Regions from separate parts of the Triticum aestivum genome. Here region 2 is linked to region 1. Evidence: chromatin contacts called from public Hi-C data. All regions are on one chromosome and are shown on one strand. The core of a region is the stretch at or near the end of the contact, and the rest is flanking DNA. Distances in the headings are between cores, read along the strand shown.

Region 1 (2,765 bases), core at 160-2,659:
ATGAGACACGTATTACCATAAAGAAAAAAACATGTGTCATCAATTTTGTTTGTTTGTTTGGCGTTTGGTGTATAAGCAGTTCTTATAAAACCCGAGAGAGTAGTCAGAATTGTGAAGTAGACTTGGCGATATTAAATATTGTTAGAGTTGGCAAGAAAACTTCGCACTAGCTAAGCCGAATCTTTGTTCAGAGATTAGCACTTACTGCATTCTTAAAAAAGGCATCAGCATTAGCATGTACTACTGCTGCTAACAATAATATCAGCAGCCTAACCACTACTTTGAAAGCGCAAGGTCGAACGCAACTTGGCGCCGTGCAACGAGCGGAGACGGGAGGACGCGGAGTAGATTATTAGGGTTTGAATCTGACAGCGTCCGATCGCCGTTTTTTTCTTCTTCCTTTCACCTTTTTTCTGTGGCGAACATCGTACAAAATCGATATCCCCAAGATCCTGCTCCCCGCCTCGCGGATTTGCCGGATCCCCTGCGAACGAGCCGCGTGTGGCTGTGGCTCTCCGTCGAGGTCCGGCAATTATTGGCTAGTCGCTGGTCAGCTCTGATGGCTGCGTGCCGGGTTTCGACGGATCATTTGTGAGCACGGATGCTTTAGACTGTTCTTCAGAGACACATCTTGGCTGGCTATACTTTCTGCCTAGCTGCTTGAGCTAAGCGTCCTTATTACGGTTGAGATCATCTGTATACTGTTGTAGAGATGAGCGTGTGTCTGTTCAGTACTGTCTGCATTTTCACCTTGTTATTGCAGCACTGCAGGGACAGTGTATTCGAAATCATCTGTATACCTGCGCGGCATCGACTGATGCCGAATGTACATTAGTCAAGCTGAAGAACATAAAGAACACCGGAAAAATTGACTGAGCTCATTTAACTGTCAAGTACGTGTTGAGCTGTTCCAGTAGCATGATTACAAACAAGTACGTGTTGAGCTACACAGATGGAATCCAGGAAAGAGATAACTACAGAGAACCCAGAGGTTTACACATGGAGGACGGGACCTCATACGACTATCTGTCTGTCGCCCACCCAGGCAACTCTTCCCGCCATACACACAGCCGGCTGGCCGCAGAGGATCCCTGACCCTCCCACCGGAAGACCACAAGCAAACGCTATCCGCCATCCACTTGTGGGCGGTTGGCCCCACCAAGGAGGACAGGCAGGCGCCCATCTCCGCCGTCCGTTCGCCCCCTCCGGGCCTTTCCCCCGACACGTGGATCTCCGCGCCGGTACGTCGCCGTCGCCCCCACCCGGGGGTGACGTGTCCGCCCACCGCAGACCCCGCGACAACACCCCACCTGCGCGCTTACCTCACCGCAGAATCACCCACAGGCCTCGTACCGCATGCGTGGCGCCAACCGCCGGGCCCGGGATCCGCGTGGCCCCGCGTGTCACTGGCCGCGGACGGGTCTCGAGGAACGAAAAGGGAGGGGCGCGACGGCAAAGCTGGCCTGCGTGTGGGGCGGTGAGCTGTCGTGGGACCCACGGGGGAGGAGGGAGGCCGCACGTGGCGCGCGATGCGGCGGCCTCACGCACACGTACCCGTACCGCCCGCCCGCCCGCGGGCTTTAAAAGCGGACGGATGCGCGGGGGGCGACGTGTCGCTGTGGCGTAGGCCCTCGGGGGTGGGACCCGCGGGGCGCGGCAAGTTGCAGCGGCTGTTTGTTGGGTGCCAGTTGCTGCCTGCTGGGTGCCCCTACAGGGTCGCGGAGAGCTACCCTCATCGCGTGGGGCCTCCAGCCGAGCCGACGCGAGCCGGCTCGGGGATGCTTTTTGATCTGGGTGTGGCTCGGCTTGGCGGCTTCGAGCTGGGAGAAACGAACGAGGTTACTGGATTGGCGCCGTGTTTCTTTTAACGCAGTATGTTAATGCACTCGATTGGTGCCGTAGGAAATACTACCTGGTACCGTGGGGCTCTTGTCTGTGGCATGAATGGTTCACGCACAAATTCGTGGATTTTCGGATAACGTCGTGCTGGTTCATGCTAAACTTGATATAGTATATACTATTGGAACATAAAAATCTTCCATTTTTCAACATACATCAATAAAATTATCATGAGATAAGAGTTATTCTTGCTTTGCTCCAAAATGTGCTTGTTTAACAAGAGACGGATCACGAAGGACCCGAACAGTCTTATAGATATTGCATTGCAGTTGCAAAATTCCAACTCGGTCCAAATACTTTGCCAAAAAAAAAACTCGAAGTCATCAACATGGTTCTCACACCTTATGGAGCTCGCCATCGCCAAGGACATAACCATTTGGATTGGGGGCTCGCCGTCGGTCCGTCGCCAACATAAGCCACACGAAGAAGAAACAAACGTTGAGTCACAACCACACATGGCCTTCCTTTCGGTATATTGGCCGGGAGGAAAACAGTTGCCATTCGGCCAAAACAGTCAGCATCGGAGCAACCAGAGATGCTACAAAACACCGCTCAAAAGAAGTGTGTGATAGAGCAGCAACATGTGCTTTGGATTAGACATCAGCACCCAATCTCCGACACGATGATGGACTCTAGGAGGATGGAAACAAGTGCACCTTGCCCTCCTCGGTTGGCTGAAGAAACATGAAACAAACGCCTCCACAATCACCAGATCCCATTGAGAGTGTAATCATACCCTTAATCTTGTTTTGATGTTAATGATATTAGTCCCTTTGGCATCATTGTGTAGGGATCATGGACCTACCAGGATATATATGACTCAAAAAGAAGCACACCTTCTTCTGTATCTTGAGTTATAGGGATCA
Region 2 (2,883 bases), core at 308-2,807, 55 kb after region 1:
TAAACCAAGGGTTTTTAGTCTTTAGGGCTAGAGCTTCATTCATTACCTTTCCCATCTAGGGTTTAGCTAGCCTAACCTCGAGGTAGATCGACCCTGTAATCATACTCATCAATATAGTCAAGCAGGAGTAGGGTTTTACCTCTTAGAGAGGGTCCGAACCTGGGTAAAACCTCGTGTCCCTTGTCTCCTGTTCCTCATCGATCCCAGATCCACAGCTCGGGACCCCCTACCCCGAGATCCGCCAGTTTTGACACAGCAGCGGCGAAGTGGGATAATTCTTCCTGGATTTCCCCATGTGATGCCCTTTCTTGGTGTGGCGTCGACAAGTCAGATGATGGCGTGAATCATCGAATACTCATCGTGTTGTTATTAGCATTTTCGATGACTGAGGAGGGGATGTTGTTTGGCATGTTTTTGTTCTTTAGTTCCGTCTCCGTTCGATGAAGCCTAATGCAAATATTACTCTATCCAAGGACTTGTGAGGTTTGTATGCCCCTCTTTTGTTTGGTCGGAGTTGTGATTATCTTCTAGCTCGCGTTGTTTTAGCTTCTTCAGGGTGACGACCTTTCCAGTTTGCAACCACGACGCTTGCTGGTCTAAATCGGCAACTTTTTAGGCCTTCTTTGGTTCATAGGAATTTTGTTGGAACTGTAAAGGATAGAAACTTCATAGGAAAAATCCCTTTGAAGCCTTATGGTTTGTAAGAATGGATTCATATTCCTGTGTAGGATATGATTCAATCCTTCACATTTCAAAGGAAAAAAACATTAGCCTAGACTTAATGAAAAAATTCCTATCTTATGCATCAAATGACATGTCTTTCTCTTTAGGAATTGAGATGCATGCCATCTCACATCCTATGATTTTCATATTCCTATACTATTCCTATCCTATCAATCAAAGCAGGCTTTAACCATCACTTCTGCAAGCTCCCCGGTTTCAACAATGTTGCGATGGAGGCCCAAAGACCGCAATGAGCTTTGCTCACGGCACGTCTTCAACAGGCACATTAAGAAAACGGTGCTGATTTTTGTAAGGACTTAACTGTAATTTCTCATGCTCGTAAATGATATTTTTGTAAATGCTGATTTGATTTAATATGTGATCTTTGACCATTTTGGAAAAAACTCTTAGTTTTCTACACTTTTGAGTAAAGGGTACACGAATGTGCCGTTTAAGCCTTTCTGATGCGTGCAAGGATTATTTATACCCAGCAATATTTACCGGAGGTGCGTATAGATACAATCATACAAATAGTAGGACATAGAAAAAGATACTAGTAGAAGTATAGTATGGAGGGACACCGCACGGGGAGCCGTGCCCTGAACCGGAAGCCCGAAACGTGTCAGGCAGACGCCCCTACGCGGCCTCGACACGTCACACTTCCCCAAGTACTCCCATTACCAACCGCGGTCCCAACCGAGCCGAGCCGCGCCGAGCCGCGCGCCGCCCGATGCCGGCTCGGCTTGTCGGGATCCAACACGTGTACCCGCTGTCCGACACGTGGCCGGCCTCCATGCGCTCGTAGTCCCATCCAACTAGCTCCCCCCTGTTCCCATTTCCAAACAATTTCGGTTTAATGGAGGGAGCAGTCTAACAACGAAGGAGATTAGAGCGACACGCACGCAGGCCTCCTTCTCTTCTCCTCTCCTCTCCATTCCCATCCCCCCTCTCCCTCCCTCCCCTCTCGCTCGAGGATCCCACACGCCGCGCGCAGGGATCTGATTGCCGCCGATTCTGCTGGCTCTGCTTCCCCGGCGCTCGTCGATTGTTCGTTCCTCCCTGGGCGCTGTGATGTTCTTCCCTCTGGGTTTGGAGACCGAGAATTGCCCGGCGCGGGACGGATTCGCGGCAATGGCGAGGTCTTCCTGAGAATTTGGCCGTCCTTGGAGGTTGGGGGGAGGAGGGATTGGCGTCTGCTTCGCGGCGGGGAATTGCTTGCTCTCTCTCTCTCTGCCGGACGGACATGGCGTCGAGGGACTTCTTGGGCAGGTTCGGCGGCGAGAAGGGCTCGTCGTCGGACAAGGCGGGGGGCGGCGCCGGCGAGCCCGACGAGGTGGTCGAGCTCAGCCTGGGCCTGTCCCTGGGCGGCTGCTTCGGCGCCAACTCCGGCCGGGACGCCAAGAAGCCGCGGCTGGTGCGCTCCTCCTCCCTCGCCGCCATGTACTCGCTCCCGGGCACCAGCGACGACCTCGCCGCCGCCACGCCCCCGCCGGCGCCGCTGATGCGCACCAGCTCGCTCCCCACCGAGACGGAGGAGGAGCGGTGGCGCCGCCGCGAGATGCAGAGCCTCAAGCGCCTCCAGGCCAAGCGCAAGCGCCTCGAGCGCCGCACCTCCATGAACTCCGGCAAGTCCGGCGGCAGCAGCAGCCGGGACGACGCCCAGGAGCCGCTCTACCCCAGCGCGTTCCAGCTCCGCCGCTCCGTCGTCGACCAGGGGAACACCTCCTCAAGCATGCCGGAGCAAGGTATACACATGCTTTCATCAGCTTCCCTACCACTCGAACTGTTTGCTACAATAAGCTTGCAATTCCCACTGTTCTATTGCGTTCCCTTGCTTGAATTATTCATTCAGCTGCCTGTTCTGGTTGCCAAGCTCTCGGCGATCCATGCAGGTCGGTGTCATGCCGAGCTTACCGTGGTTCTTTTGGTAGGAGATGCATGGGCAGAGGGGGGATCTAGCAAGTCGAGTGTTCTTTGCCATGGATCTTGCTTTGGTCTTGTGATTTACTGGGATCGATTCGTTAGAACGCTAGCTGAGCCGATGCTTTTCTTTTTCGCCAAATTCATTAGAAATGGGGAATTCTTTTCTGCACAACCTGATGATACTTCTACGTACGCATGGGATTTGTTGTGTTCTTTTCGGGGCGTTTGTTTTGGGTG

The links. A called contact is a pair of places that touch in the nucleus more often than the background predicts.
Region 2: a Hi-C map of root shows a contact between it and region 1, with 8 times the contacts expected there. The contact joins the promoter of LOC123044280 here to the enhancer-like site in region 1. A contact is called at or near these places in 5 of 5 Hi-C or Micro-C datasets (leaf, root and an unstated tissue) and 1 of 1 datasets of contacts at active chromatin or transcription factors (leaf).

The regions. Positions count from the first base shown.
Region 1 is chr2B:190,580,307-190,583,071 of IWGSC CS RefSeq v2.1, forward strand. No RefSeq gene overlaps it. Among protein-coding and RNA genes, the nearest start is that of LOC123044280, 55 kb to the right of the region's middle. Within about 2 kb of position 1,410, at least 8 of the 8 cell types and tissues checked have an H3K27ac peak or open chromatin away from gene starts, as enhancers often do. A contact at or near this core is called in leaf and root, where this site is marked.
Region 2 is chr2B:190,635,605-190,638,487 of IWGSC CS RefSeq v2.1, forward strand. It overlaps LOC123044280 (ninja-family protein 2), which reads left to right and starts at 1,558. Exons shown (of 2, transcript NM_001426744.1): 1 at 1,558-2,468. The coding sequence starts at 1,967.